Regions from separate parts of the Mus musculus genome. Here all the other regions are linked to region 1. A link is a contact called in public HiChIP or PLAC-seq data. All regions are on one chromosome and are shown on one strand. Each heading gives the region's core, a stretch centred on a gene start, on an enhancer-like site or on the middle of the called end of the contact. The rest is flanking DNA. Distances are from core to core; before and after follow the strand shown.

Region 1 (2,899 bases), core at 273-2,772:
TTTAAATGTTTTGTTGATGCCTGGATAATTCGTCCAACCCACCCCCACTCCCACTCCCGTTTTTGAGGCAGAATACTATATCTTGTATCCCACCCAGACTGCCCTTGAACACACCATGTAGCTGAAGATAGTCTTGAACTCCTGATCCTCCTGCTTCTCCCGGGAAGCAGTTCTGGGAGCACAGAACCCAGGACTTTCTATATGCTACCAAGCACTCTGCCAATGGAGCCTCATCCCCAGCCCTAACTTTGTTCTTCCTTTCTTTTCCCAAGCTGAATTTGACTCTTCTTGACTTTTGCATTTTTAAAATGCATATTTTAAAATGCATATCCTATATGCATTTTAGATCAACTTGTCAATTTCTATTCATAAAACATTGCTGGGGCTGGTGAGATGGCTCAGCAGGTAAGAGCACCCGACTGCTCTTCCGAAGGTCCTGAGTTCAAATCCCAGCAACCACATGGTGGCTTACAACCATCCCTAACGAGATCTGACTCCCTCTTCTGGTGTGTCTGAAGACAGCTACAGTATACTTACATATAATAAATAAATAAATCTAAAAAAAAACATTGCTGACACAAAATTTATCAGGATTACACATAGCTTATAGATAGATTTGGAGAAAATTACTGTTCCTTTTTTTATTCATAAACATGGTATATCCCCTCTTATTTACTTAGATTTTTATTTATCTTAGTAGCATATTTTTCTCAGTATAAAAATCTTACATGTCTTGGGGGCTGGAGAGATGGCTCAGTGGTTAAGAGCACTGACTGCTCTTCCACAGGTCCTGAGTTCAATTCCCAGCAACCACATGGTGGCTTATAACCATCTGTAATAGGATCTGATGGATCTGACGCCCTCTTCTGGTGTGTCTGAAGACAGCAACAGTGTACTCATATAAATACATACATACATACATACATACATAAATCTTTTAAAAAATCTTACATGTCTCATTGCTATATATTTGATATACTTTTTTATTTTGTTTTTTGTTTTTTTTTTCTTTTGTGGTTTGGTTGGTTGGTTGTGGGGGTTGGGTTTTTTGCTTTTTTTTTTTTTTTTTTTTTTTGAGACAGGATTTTTCTGTGTAGCCTTGACTGTCCTGGAACTCACTACATAGACCAGGCTGGCTTTGAACTCAGGCATCCTTCTTGTCTTCTGAGTGCTGGGATTAAAGTCATACCTGGCTATTTGGTATTTTTTATATTACTTTTGCTATGGTTAAAAAAATAAAATGGCTCCTAAGGGTTGGGTGTGGTGGCTCAGGCCTTTAATCCCAGCACTTTGGAGGCAGAGGCAGGCTCCAGGCATCAGTTAACACCTGGATCTCTCTGCACCTGCAGATACATCATTGAAGTTTTCAGTTACATGACTCAATAAACACTTCTGTTGGCTTTAGTATTTTGAGTTCTGTTTACTTAGCAGCAATTGAATCTTACATGGATAATTAACAATAGTGAGAACGGAAAAGCACTCACTAGATCCACCTTCTATGGCTGCAGTTATGTTGTCTGAGTTTTAGTCATTATGAGTCATGTAATTCCTGGGGTTGGTTGAGAGGGTGGAAGGGAGGGAGATGCTGGGTAAATGGAAGGACCCAGGTTTTTAAAGAGGAACCCTGGCTTTCAAAAGAAGAATAAAAGCATCAAGAAGCAACTCTGAGCCTCAGAGCCGAGTTAAAGAGAGGGGACTGTTGCATAGGTCTCTTTATTGGAGGAGTGGAGACCCCTCACTCAGAGCTTCTGAGTGGTCTGGAAGGACATGGAGGGGCTAGGCTTGGTGGCAAGTGCTTTACCCACTGAGACATCTTGGTGGCCTCTATTTTTAATCTAAAAAATGTATTAACAAGCCCTTTATATAACTGAGATTTTTTTTTAAGATTTTTTTTTTTTTTTTTTGGTTTAGGTGTGTGTGTGTGTGTGTGTGTGTGTGTGTGTATGTGTGAGCTGGCCATACACATGTGTATAGGTGCCCACAGAGGCCAGCAGAGGGCATTAGATGCCTGGAGCTGGTGATAGGCTGTTGTAAGCTGCCCCATCTGGGTGCTGGGGATTAAACTTAGGTCCTCTAGAAAAGCGGCAAGCATTTAACCAGTTAGTCATCTCTCCAGCTCTAATGTCAATGTGATGCTGTTTCGCTGAACAAAATGGAAAGGAGCCAATAAATGCTTTCCTAAGCCTTCATTTGGTGAGGTACATCTAGGTTCTCATGACTGGGAAAAATCTGGACTGACTTTAACTCTGTGTGTAGGAAACGGGTCTGTACGAGAAGACCACCAGGGAAAACCCAGCCAGGTCATGTGGAAATATGCGAATGTTCCTTTGCCCATTTGTTTCAACTGTTTTTCCCTCTCCACAACATTCTCCAAATGCTGGTCTATTTAGCATAATCACAATCATTTTAGGTGCTAACCTAAGACAATGTCAAGACCCGCCTCCAGCCCTCCATTCCCGCCAGCTCCTGGGACGACTCCCCCTAGTGGCTGCTCTGAAGACACATGCAGCGCCAACTGGGTCAGGACATCACCTAGGCTCTGATGGAGGAGAGGGGGCCAAGAACACTGGGTGGCAGCCACCCATATTTCCTAAACCTAAGTAGAACAAACACTTCACAGAACGTTCCCAGTCCGTGATGCAATCCTTCCCCAGGGGAAAACACTCCTCTCTGCTTGGGTGATTCCAGGGCCTGGAAGATAAACAGTGGGGGATGGGGGACAGAAACCCAGAACCTCCAGAGGAAAGGGTTGATGAATGGGGCTGAGGGGGCCAAAGACTTTTCTGATCCTACTCAATCTTAAGTCGTAATCCACCTGAGCAGCAGTTATGGGGCCACAGTGTTCCTAGACCGCTTGCTGAAGGAACGTTCTGGAACAGTCTGGACCTGTCCCCAGAAG
Region 2 (2,899 bases), core at 274-2,773, 200 kb after region 1:
CTCTGACCAGAATTTAGGGGAAGAAAGGGTTTATTTCAGCTTCCACTTCCAGGTCACAGTATATCACTGAGAGAAGTCAAGGCAGGAACCGGAAGGCAAGCCTTCTTGCTAATCCACACAGCATCTTGGCCAAAGGAACTCCCTTCACAGCGGAAGTACACAGGAACTTTGTGTACCTTATTGTTTGCTAGGTGGCTTGTAGGCTGTTATACTCAGCTTGCTTTCTTACATAGTTGGGGACCACCTGTCTAGGGATGATGCTGCCCATGATGGGCTGGACCTTCCTACAACAATTAACAATCAAGATAATTCTCCAGTCATGCCCACAGGCCAATATGATGCAGGCCATTCCTCAGCTGAGGCTATCTATGTCAAGCTGATCTTAAAGCTATCCAGGACAGTAAGCAAATCCATGGAAATAAAGAGTAGACTGAGGTAGAGGGATGGGGAAGCAGGCAGAGAAAACATCTTCAACTTATAGCAATGATTGTACAACAGCAAACACAACACCTTTAGGTTATATCTCAGTATAGATTTTTTTTTTTAATTACCATTCCTCTATAGGGACCAGTCTTTCCTCTGGCTTTCAACTCCCAGCAGAGACCTAAAATGTGCATTCCCACCTCACGAGAAGCTACGTGAAGACAAGGTACTACTGCATGACAGTATCATGACACCCAGGTTAATGAACCTGCAAGTTAAGGCAAGAGGCCCTAAGGTAAGAGGTCTGGGCAAGAAGGGTGGCTTGGGAGGGATCAGCGCACCAGGCAGGAGCGGAATCTGTCATTCACACTCCCTCCATCCTCCCCATCAAACACAATCTTCCAACCCCAGAGGTTCAGAAGAGGCTGTTAGATTTTTTTTTTTTCACACAAGAACACCATGAATCACAATTCCCAGAACCAGCAATCCTGAAAGGGCTAGGTAGCCAGGAGTCCAAATGACTTCAATTGATGTCATAGACTGGAAAAGCTGACAGTCAGGCCTTCCAAAATGAAAGTCAATTGCCAACCATGAAATTCATGGCCCCTGGACTCCTCTTCCCCACCTGCTTCAACACCAATTTAAGCAATTCTGAACTCTGATCTCTGTGGTAGAATGTCCCCGATTTATTGAAGTGTCGGGTCCCAATTGTGTTAACATCCACCTCTGGCAGGGCCATTACTAGGCGTGAATCTGGGTGCCCATCACCCTGTCACATTAGCACAGTGACAATCAGAAGCAACAAATCAATCTTCTCCTTCGGAGTCACCAGGGAGCCTTGCAATTTCCCATAATGACGGGAGTGAGGAAAAGCAGGTGAGGCGTCATTTTTCCTCCGGGAGACTGGACAGGCGCTGGAGGGGCTACCGAGCCCACCAGGACGCCTTGCAACCCTCAGCCAAGACGCAGCTGCAGCTCCCTGACAAGGGCTACACCCTCAGACTTGCTTTACATTGGAACTGGGTTACCCTCCCCCTGTGTTTTGCAAACAACCTCAAAACTGTCAGCTCCTGCTGCCCAGGCTTCTCCCAGCTGTCACTATTAACTACCTGTCATCTGCAGGTCTGCTCCACCAGGGCTGCGAGCCAGGAAGGGTGTGTATGTGTACTCAGCCTTATGGTAAATAGGAAAATTCCTTCCAGCAGAGAGGACTGTTTATTTCCAAGCCTGAGGTGCGAGGGAGCGGGGTGAATAGGGCAAGAAGCTGGAGGCTCCTTTGTGAACACCCTCTCGGGGCCTCATGGAGCCAGTGAAATTGTGATTCTGTAGTGGTTATCAACAGCTCAAGCTGTTACTCAGTGAGGAGCCCAGCCTGCTGGCCTTTCTCCTCAGGACCCTGCATCTGAGACTGTGCCCCGGATTCCCATAAGTCTCTCTGATTCAAGGCCGTGACGGTTAATCGTGACTGTCAACTTAACTGGATTTAGGATCACCATAGAAACACATCCCTGAGTGTATCTATGAAGACGTGTCCAGAAAGGTTTTTACAGAACAGCAAAGAGCCATCCTGGATTGTGGGTGGCACCATCCCATGGGGTAGGGTCCAAGACAAAATAAAAAGGAGGCAGTGGGCACCAGCATTGTTTCCCTCTGCATCCTGCCTGCAGGTGCGATATGGCTGGCTGGCTCATGCTCCTGCTGCCATGGCCTCTTTCCCATAAATGCACCCTGGAACTGTGAGCCAAGTTAAGCTAGCTTCCTTCCTTCCTCCCTCCCTCCCTCCCTCCCTCCCTTCCTTCCTTCCTTCCTTCCTTCCTTCCTTCCACCAGGTATTTTGTCCCAGCAACAAGAAAGATGGTAATAGAAAAACTAAGGCATGTGACAGATACTGTTCAGAGTCTCTGTTCAGAATGCCCACACCTGCTGCCTTAGTGCCTCATCTTCTACCTCCTCTTCTGCCTGCAGCCCCCATAGTCATGCAAGCCAAGGCAAACATTGACTGTAGAATCACTATTCTGAATCAAGAAGTCAGGGGACTCTGCAATTAGCAGAGTTAATATCCTACCAATGAAGGTGTTATGGAGAGAGGGGAACATGGAGCCTGCTACACTGAGCCTCCTGAGTCATGGGGTACCCACAACCTGCATTCACATCATGGTAGAAACAACCCATGCCAGCCCAATGTGGCCACCTCCAGGTCACCTCAGCTATACTTGGTGCAGAGCGTCACTCCTGACTGCAGAGAGCTGAACTGTGCTTGCCACAGCACAGCTGAGAGCAGTGGTGTTAATAAGTACTGTGGCTACATCTGCTACAAAGTGACCCCCAGAAACACTCCCTGAAGTATGGGGTGTGACAGACACGTGCTCCAGCAGGCTCAGGTCCACAGCAGATGTGACCCATCTGATGATTAACTTCTGTCCCAGATGCAGGTCACCTGCAAAACCCACTTGTCAACAGAAGGAAGCGGAGGAGA
Region 3 (2,899 bases), core at 234-2,733, 180 kb before region 1:
GGATAAAATGACTAGCCTTCACTCTTTCCTGCCTCTGTGGTCCACCCAAAACTGCTGAACAATAATGTCTAAGTTCCTAAGACACCACGGCCTAGGACATCATGACCACTAGAAGGACCTTTTGATCACCAGTTCCTGACTCTCTGGATACTGTACAAGAACTGCCTGGTGATATGGTATACGGATTTGCCCAATTTCCTTGACAAATTCTGGGCTTCATGAAAGCAGGGGCCATATTCTGATTCCAGAGACTACTGTCTTCCTGGCTCACAGCACCTCAGGAGAGGCTACGATCGGCCGCCATACTGATGCTGGTTTCCATCTCTTCCTGTAACACTTTTACTCTGAAGAGCAGCACGGTGGGGCAGAAGAAGCAGTCATCTGATGTGTTCTCTCCACGGGGAACATGAAAGAGCTCCATGCTGGCAGAAGAAGGAAAAGCCAGGGCTCCCGTCCTTAAGGTACAACAGGATCTGGGTGGAAAGACTGTGGAATACTGAACTACCTGTGACTTTCCCTCCCCTCTGAGCGGCAGGTGAGACAAAGGACCAGAGGTAGGATGAGTGTAATAAACTCAGAAAACTAAGAACCTTGTATCTTCAGAATCCATTCACCCATCCGCCATCCATCCACCCACCCACCCACCTACCCATCCATCCGGCCGACACAGGGCCTCCCCACGATGCCTAGGCTGGTGTTGAAAATTGTCTATGAAGTTATCTCTCAGTCTTAAGCCTGGAGTAGTTGGCTGAGAGGCTTGTATTGGGACACCTGGCTTTCCTTTTTTTTTTAAAATTCTGGTGGCCTTCATAGCTTTTAGAAGTAGCATCTGCCCCAATCCACCTGACAAAAAGGTAAGTTGGCCTTTGAGAAAATACTTTCCAGGAAACATCTTTTCTTCACAACAGGTCAAACAGGTAAGAATCAACTCACTAACTCAGGGCCATATGCTGGGTATCCATAATGTTTTCTAAAGATAGAAGGACTATACATCTGCTAGCTCACCCACTACACTCAAGAGCCCATGCGTCATAGCCTTATATGGCTCTAGCCTTGAATTCTGCTTTGTAAAGATATCTCAAAGTGAAATTATCCAGCAAACCCTCGTGTGGATAGAAGGTTCCACAAGTCAACAACCGCTTAAGCAGTTTAAACCAACAAGCAAGATGCCTTCTATTTAAATGCTATGAGCGAATCTATTTTAAGCCTTTAAAAATCCTCCGGGCAGGTGTTTAAGCTGTGTACTGACTGCGCCTGTGGAAGCTCTGGGGTGGGGGATGGCAGGCTCTACTCTCCACGCAGGCAGCGTTTTGTTCAGACAATCTTCCTGCTGCAGGTCATGTGACAAAGGGCAAATAAACAGCATCTGGGGATTTTCAATTACAGACCTTCGCCCAGCATGCCTGCACTGTAATCTCTACCAGATGAGGCCCAGGCCTCCCTATTTTCAATAATTCACACACTGTGTACACAGAACATGACAATAAGGGCATTCATGGTGCGGCCTGATTCGCAGATCAAAGCTAGCAGAGGGCCAGGAGGGCCAGCTGTAAGCAGGCTCGGCTGCTGGATGCTTCGTGCTTTTCACAGGCTTGGAAAGGCTCTCCCCGGGACCTGGCAAGCCGGCCTCTTTCCTGAGTTGTATTGCTGAGCAAACTCTGAACTGGAATGGGGTGCCCTCGGGGACTGCGAGAGAGGCAGCCAATCCATGTGTATTTGGGAATGCTGGGAAAGCCACACAGCTCTGAGCCACTCCAAGAGCTGCCTCCTGGCTGGTGCACGATCAGGGTAAGAGTTCCTAGGACGGGTGGTACCTAAAAATATTCGGTCTAAAAACACTGTATGATACCTGGACAGCCTAAACCAGGCACTGTGTCTTCCCATTTAACCTGCAAGGCCACCCTGAGGACAGGTGACAAAGAGTCTTATTTTAAAAGTGCGTCATAGAACCTCAGGTGTGGGAAATCTAAGATAAGACATTCATTGTTACTAGTGATAGCTCTACAGTTAATTAACTCAATTCACTCACACGTGGTGACCAGTGTGCATTTAGCCACTGTGTATTGCGCACATGCACACACCTTGATGTCTAAACGCACAGGCTTCTCAAATCCTAAACATTCCAGATCCTGCAGAGGAGACTCTAGTAGGGACAGGACTTCCTCCTCCCGAGATTTCACACTATTCACTGAGGGCAGGAACCAGGAGAAAGCCATAATGGTGACTTCCTCTTTGCAAACACACGCTGCTCACCAGCTGTGACTGTAAGTCCTTCCCCCTTTTCTCTCTCATTCAGAATGGTTTCCTCCTAATCACAATAATTCTGAAAGTGCTAAAACATATCAATCGTTGGCTAAGCCTCGCCTACAAAGGGGCCAGCCGGCTGGCTTTTATGGCCTTGTCCGCAGCAGCTGATACTTCATTCAGCGACAAATCCAATTTGGCAGTTACAAGAGGGTTAGCATCCCTGAAAAACTATTGGGGTTGATCTGGCGCTCTGAGTAGACACATGCTCCCTCCCGGACATGCTGCTCTGCGGGTTTGTCTGCGGCCATACTTGGGTGTCTAGAAACAATAGTCTTTCTTGCACCCCCAAACACAACCCCTACGCCTGTACAATCTGATGGTGGTAGTGGTGACAGAGGAGGCAGCAGCCAGGCTAAGTGTTGGTGCAAAGTGACTAGTGGGCTTTATGGATGGACTCACTGACAAGGGAAAGTAGTAGTCACTCTACTTGTCACAGATTCCTAATACTGGGCAAAAGGAGATTGCTCTTAAATCTTTGTGTTTTAGGCCAGCTCTAAAGATGAGAAAATGTTAAGATTTTTTACCATTTGAATAAAATCTGCTTTGTAATAAGGACTCAGAACTAACCGAATCTGAAATTAAACTGCTCTTT
Region 4 (2,899 bases), core at 207-2,706, 150 kb after region 1:
GTTTGTGTTTTTCAAAAACATAAATAACGCCTAAGGTGTGTAAAGTCAGAGTATTAAATGAGCTAATACACATTTATTAGATGGGGTACTATTAAGCACATAAGCTAGCTTAGAAAAGCTATCATGGCTAGGCTTTAAAATCTCCCTGCAAACTAACGTGTTGATGGCTCGGTCCTGAGGGTAGTATTTAGAGGCAGGGCTTTGGATACAGGACTGAACTGAGGATTCTATCCTAAGCAGTGAGTGAATCCATTGATGTACACACGATTTGACGACATTATTACAAAAAAGGTAGGGCCTTTTTTTTTTTTTTAAAGATTTGTTTATTATTTTATGTAAGTACACTGTAGCTGTCTTCAGACACACCAGAAGAGGGAGTCAGATCTTGTTATGGATGGTTGTGAGCCACCATGTGGTTGCTGGGATTTGAACTCTGGACCTTTGGAAGAGCAGTCAGGTGCTCTTACCCACTGAGCCATCTCACCAGCCCAGGTAGGGCCTTTTTTGTCCATCTGTCTGTCCTGACTGCTGAGGGAGTCCTCGACCATGGGTTTTGGCTCACGCCAGGCCTAGGTCAATGGAGCCAGTTGACCATGAAAGAAAGCTTATGAATCCATGGCCCTGAATCTTTTCTCCTTCTATTGTTTTTCTTAGGCATTTTTATCATAGTGATGTAGAAAATAGAAAAGTGGCTAGCATACAGCATCTTGGAAAACATATAATCAATTGATTAGAACTCAAATGCCCAGGCCTGGACCACAGGACCTTACCCGTCATCAGGCCCCATCCAGGCTCACCCCATAGAACTCCACCCTGACTCATCATGCTCCAGTCACATACTAGCTTTTGGTTGCCTCTCTAAGGAACAATACAACCCACACCTCAGGACCTTTGCATATCTCAGCTTAACCTGTCATCTGAAAAACCCTGCTCATTGAGAAAACCAACTGCAGGTATCCACACCATTCTCTCCCCTTTATGATACTTAGCACGATTTGTAGCTGTGTAGCTAGTGGTTGGTTGGTTTGCTTAAAACCAGCTTCTGCTACTAGACTGGGAACACCATGAAACCAGGGAAGGCTCTCTCTCTCTCTCTCTCTCTCTCTCTCTCTGTGTGTGTGTGTGTGTGTGTGTGTGTGTGTGTGTGTGTGTGTGTCCCCAACCCTGAAGCTTCCATTCTCAGCTCCCAGGAACTACTCAACAGTTACCCATGCCTTGAATGGAAGAGGATGGATAGACAAATTTGACAGCCTGGAAGATAAGCATGGCCCCTTGTGGAAACCCTTTTGTTTCTTTCTCCTAATGAGTTCACTAAAGCTAATCTAATCCAGCTCACTAAAGCTGATCAAATCCGCCCCTGGCCAGAATCTGGGTTTTGCCTGAGAGTAAGGTGAGAATTACTGAGTCACCCAATTGCTTACTCAGAGAGGGTTTCTGAGTGTTTGCCACATACTTAGCAGCACAGAGCAGCTTGTGTTAAATAAATAAACAGACCTGAAGCCTCCCTCCACCCTGTCCCTACAGGGATGCTGGACTCAGGGGACACACATAATGACACAGGAGGCAATTAGATAATAGGATACAGCTAGGATAATTATTTGCCATGGTGAGTGACACACTTAAGGAAAACACTGGGACACAAGCAGGGAGATATCACTTGTGGGTACTTAGAGGAGCGTGTCCTCAGGACCAGGACAGGTATGCAGGAAGTCACCTTCTGCAAAGTGTTGGGAAGAGGCCACACGAGCAGGTTCCCTGGTGGGGTTGTGTCACTGACCTAGACTGACTAATGGGGGTCCAGTGGGGGAAATGCTAAAATCTCCCAGGGGAGCCCCTAAGACTCCAGGAAGAGGGGAGGTGATAGCTTTTAGGGGCTTTTGTTTGTTCTTGATGAATCATGGGATATCTACCATGTAGCACTTAACCTAGTGCTAACTAGTCTAGGTGGTGTATATTCAACTGTGCTTGCTGACAATCCATGTATACACACACACACACACACACATACATCGGAGAGAGAGAGAGAGAGAGAGAGAGAGAGGGAGAGAGAGAGAGAGAGAGAGAGGAAATTATCTGAATAGTTTAATAAATCATAAATAATATCCTCCCAAAAGTACAGGAAAAAGTCTCAAAATCAGTTACAAGCAATCTCAGAGGACAGAGAATTAGCACCACTGAGGTAATAATTCAAAACTTGTACATGAAATGTTTTGAAATATAAGATTATTCTGAGCGGCTGGAGGCATGGCTCAGCAGTTCAGGGCACTGGCTGCTCTTCAGAGGACCTGGGTTGGTTCCTAACACCCACATGACAGCTCACAAACAGCTGCAATACCAGTTCCGGGGGATCTGACCTCTCTTCTGCCCCCATAGGCACTGCACCCATGTTTACTATACATATACACATACAGGCAAATACTCATATACATAAAATTAAAATAAATCTTTAAGGAATGTTTTAGCAGATATGGAGGAAGCCATCAATAACATTCAACTAACTTACCCCTCCCTCCTTCCTTCTTCCTTTTCTTCCCTCCCTTCCTCCCTCCCTCCCCCTCCCTTCCTCCCTCAACCTGGGGATTAAATTCCAGCCTTCCACACACTAAGCAAGCATTCTACCACAAAGCTACCGTCTTAACCCCTTTAAAAAAGAAATTTGAATTTTAAATAGGATCTTGCTAAATTACCTAGGCTGACCTTGAACTTGTAATCCTCCTGCCCAGTCAGTCTCTTTAGTAGTTGAGATTATAGACATGTATCACTTCCAACATTAATTCTTTATAAGAATTCTTTAAAATCAAAAGATAGGATATTTCCCTCTATAAAGTTAGAAAAGGTGGGCTGCCAAGATGGCTTGAAGTGGCTTAAAAGCACTTGATGACAAACCTGATGACCTGTG
Region 5 (2,899 bases), core at 119-2,618, 140 kb before region 1:
CCTGATCTGACTAGCTAGGTGGGTGTCTCCTCCCATCTTCACTGCTTGGCATTTGTCCCTGCAGAGGCTACACACCGAAGTGAACCATCTCCCCAGACAAAGGCGTACCTTCCTACCCTCAAGGGTATTCCAAGCTACTCCCTGCTAGAACCTCCAGCCAAGGCCTCAAGCATATTGTTCTCCGCTGTCTATCTATTAAGAGGCTCTGGAAAAGCATGCAGGAAGGCTTCATGGTTTCTTTTCCCCCTAGACCCAGCTTAAGCAATGCCACAGTGTATATACACTACCTAAATTCTATCCAGCTTGTATATTTTAAGATTTATTTTAACTTATGTGTATGAGTGTTTTGCCTGAAAGAAAAGGAGTCGGATCCCCCTGAAACTGGAGCTGTGAGAACTGAACCTGGGTCCTCTGAAAGAGCAACAACTGCTCTTAACTTCTGAGCCATTTCTCCAGCTCCTCTATCCTGCTTTCTTAGCAAAGGTGTGCAGCACACTACAGTCTATAATATACACAGACTAAACCCACCAACAACCCCCATGGAGCTCTGTGAGTATGGGGCCAAGCTGCAGCGTCACCACGAGCAGCCCAGGAGAGCCAGTTCCATTAAGACACACACACAGCAGACACTCAGGAAGGAGCCTTCCTTCCTACACACCTCCCACCTTGCCTAATCGGTGGGCCACACACGTAGTGCTCCATCAACAAAAGCCGTGAAAAGTATTATCGTCTTTGTGGCTTATGAAAAGCCGTAATTCTCCTTCCTGTTTTACTCAAAGCCACCTGAAGTTGCCTGGTCTTAAACATGGCCCACCTAAGCTACCAGAGGCAGGAAAGAGGGGTTCTTCCTCGGGAAGATGGAAAAACAAAGTGGTTCTAAATTTGCACACACATTTCTAAACCCACCATCCCAGGGCCTTCAGAAATGCCCGAGGGAGGAAGAACTTTCCTCGACTGCTCTGTGGCTGAGAACACCTGGGGTTGCAGGATGAGCAATAACAGAAAACTTACCATAAAGAGGGAATGTGAACAACATTAGAAAACCTTTCAGGAAGGGGGGGCGGGGGAGAGAAAGCAGCCTCCAGACTCGGGGCCAGGTGGGCAAGGACAGCAGTTTTCTGCCAAGCTGAAAAATATAGGTAAAAAGATTAGGCCTACGCAACTTTTGTTTGCTACACATCCAGCACCCAGGATGGCCCTGGTCAGAAGGCTGCTTGGCTCCTGGCTACCGTGGTGTTTTTTCTTTCTTGACAATTCACTTCCCCAATAGGCATGGTGCCAACTCAAATGAGACTCAGAGCACTGAAAAGCCCTTCAGGTAAACAGTGTGATAAGCTAAACTGAAAAACTAGACAATGTTTTTGGACTATGAGGTAGTTGCTATGGAGACAGTTGCTAATTAACTGCTTTCAAGCAGGAGAACAAAGGGCTCAGGGCAGGCAGGCCTCTGTATCTCCTAGCTAGCAATGCATGGAGCTTGCGCAACAGCACGTCGCTCATATCTGGAATACCTGAGACCCGGCTGGTCGGCTAGATGCCTGGGGAATTGACAAAAGTACATTTTCTTCATCTTGACCTGGATTAACGGCACCTGGCCACCAGTACCTGTCAGGGAAGCAAGCTACACAGTAAAATGGCAGATTGCAGAGTAGCAACAAAAAGCCTGGCCCTTTCCTGAACAGTTATCTCCATTGCTGAGTGGAGACAATGGGGAATGGTTTGGATGGAGGGCTGAGCAGAAGAACTTTTTTTGTTTGGGGTCCTGGGGTTATACCCAGAGCTTTGCACATACATGCTAAGCATGCATTCTATCATGGAGATAAATGCAAGAGAATGAGTAATTTGTATGTAGGCGTGTGTTTCTAATATGCATGCATGAGGCCACAAATCTACAGGAGGTGCTTTCCGCCTTATTTTTTGAGACAGGGTCTTTTATTGAATATGGACCACACTAATAGGCCTGACTGTCTGGCCTGAGAGCTACCGAATCCACCTGTCTCTACACCCCAGCACTGGTGTTCCCATGCTTGTACAGCAAGCACTTAACGCCCTGAGGCAGCATCTCAGCGTGCCTGCACCCCAATCTGTAAATGATAAGTTCAACTTTTCATGCTTTACTACAGACCCCCCCCCAAAAAAAGTTATTTCAAAACAAAGGCATAATCTCTCCTCTTTTGGGATTCAAGTTCCCTATGGAAAACGATGTCTGGATATAGCTCAAGACCCAACAATAAAACCTATAATCACACCATACTCTTTGGCTCCAACATTATGCAATAATAACTAACTCAATAAACATGCACAAGAGTGCAACTGAAATGTGTCTATCTATCGCGGGCTCTTTCCTCCTCGGTCGCCATCCCAAGCTGACTGGGCTGATCCTGAGGCGGCAATGCTATTCTGAAGGGCTGGCCCCAGAGCTACAGTCCTTTACCAACATCAACACTGAAGCAGCATTAGCTGCTAGTGACAACCTCGTCTTGGAAAGACTCTGATGCCTCCACTGAGACCCAAGTTGTTTGTGCCAGGTTACATGAAACATATCTGCATTAAATAAATGTCCAGTAAGCTTTGCCTCCGAGAACACATCAAACACTCCTCTTCACTCTTAAGAATTTCAGATCAATTCGACCTGGAGCATCTACCTTCATTACCAGAGGCAGAATAGGGATTAAGCAGGCCATGATTCTCAGAGACACAATAAGAGAATTCTCAGCTGGATTCTGGGGTGTTCATAAACAACCTTAGAAAAGGCTGATGGTTTTCTGGCATGGCTGACATCCAGCAAAGTGCACGAGCTGTCAAAGCAGACATGCTGGATCACACCCAGGTCCTTGCGGCATGGTCTTTTGCAATACTGGCCCCTTTGAGCTCTGGCTTTCCCATTTGCAAAAGATAC

The links. HiChIP or PLAC-seq counts read pairs in DNA pulled down with a chosen protein or histone mark.
Region 2: a contact with region 1 is called in a FOXA1 HiChIP or PLAC-seq map of pancreatic cancer cells. The contact joins two enhancer-like sites. A contact is called at or near these places in 1 of 39 promoter capture datasets (cranial neural crest), 4 of 115 datasets of contacts at active chromatin or transcription factors (embryonic stem cells, epiblast stem cells and pancreatic cancer cells) and 1 of 9 other capture datasets (embryonic stem cells).
Region 3: a contact with region 1 is called in a FOXA1 HiChIP or PLAC-seq map of pancreatic cancer cells. The contact joins two enhancer-like sites. A contact is called at or near these places in 1 of 484 Hi-C or Micro-C datasets (the N1E-115 cell line), 4 of 115 datasets of contacts at active chromatin or transcription factors (embryonic stem cells, large pre-B cells, pancreatic cancer cells and 1 more) and 2 of 9 other capture datasets (liver and pancreatic islet).
Region 4: a FOXA1 HiChIP or PLAC-seq map of pancreatic cancer cells shows a contact between it and region 1. The contact joins two enhancer-like sites. A contact is called at or near these places in 2 of 484 Hi-C or Micro-C datasets (brown adipocytes and embryonic stem cells) and 2 of 115 datasets of contacts at active chromatin or transcription factors (embryonic stem cells and pancreatic cancer cells).
Region 5: a contact with region 1 is called in an HNF4G HiChIP or PLAC-seq map of pancreatic cancer cells. The contact joins two enhancer-like sites. A contact is called at or near these places in 20 of 484 Hi-C or Micro-C datasets (8-cell embryo, the N1E-115 cell line, differentiating embryonic stem cells and 1 more), 6 of 115 datasets of contacts at active chromatin or transcription factors (embryonic stem cells, extraembryonic endoderm stem cells, pancreatic cancer cells and 1 more) and 1 of 9 other capture datasets (embryonic stem cells).

What each region holds. Positions count from the first base shown.
Region 1 is chr7:112,644,539-112,647,437 of GRCm38.p6, reverse strand. No RefSeq gene overlaps it. Among named protein-coding and RNA genes, the nearest start is that of Gm24154, 28 kb to the right of the region's middle. Within about 2 kb of position 1,522, at least 59 of the 459 cell types and tissues checked have an H3K27ac peak or open chromatin away from gene starts, as enhancers often do. A contact at or near this core is called in pancreatic cancer cells and trophoblast stem cells, where this site is marked.
Region 2 is chr7:112,443,450-112,446,348 of GRCm38.p6, reverse strand. The region is part of intron 1 of Parva (parvin, alpha); the gene reads right to left. Among named protein-coding and RNA genes, the nearest start is that of Gm45998, 6.5 kb to the left of the region's middle. Within about 2 kb of position 1,523, at least 43 of the 459 cell types and tissues checked have an H3K27ac peak or open chromatin away from gene starts, as enhancers often do. A contact at or near this core is called in pancreatic cancer cells, where this site is marked.
Region 3 is chr7:112,824,990-112,827,888 of GRCm38.p6, reverse strand. The region is part of intron 2 of Tead1 (TEA domain family member 1); the gene reads right to left. Among named protein-coding and RNA genes, the nearest start is that of Rassf10, 130 kb to the left of the region's middle. Within about 2 kb of position 1,483, at least 183 of the 459 cell types and tissues checked have an H3K27ac peak or open chromatin away from gene starts, as enhancers often do. A contact at or near this core is called in pancreatic cancer cells and trophoblast stem cells, where this site is marked.
Region 4 is chr7:112,490,453-112,493,351 of GRCm38.p6, reverse strand. The region is part of intron 1 of Parva (parvin, alpha); the gene reads right to left. Among named protein-coding and RNA genes, the nearest start is that of Gm45998, 40 kb to the right of the region's middle. Within about 2 kb of position 1,456, at least 44 of the 459 cell types and tissues checked have an H3K27ac peak or open chromatin away from gene starts, as enhancers often do. A contact at or near this core is called in pancreatic cancer cells, where this site is marked.
Region 5 is chr7:112,786,995-112,789,893 of GRCm38.p6, reverse strand. The region is part of intron 2 of Tead1 (TEA domain family member 1); the gene reads right to left. Among named protein-coding and RNA genes, the nearest start is that of Tead1, 110 kb to the right of the region's middle. Within about 2 kb of position 1,368, at least 88 of the 459 cell types and tissues checked have an H3K27ac peak or open chromatin away from gene starts, as enhancers often do. A contact at or near this core is called in pancreatic cancer cells and trophoblast stem cells, where this site is marked.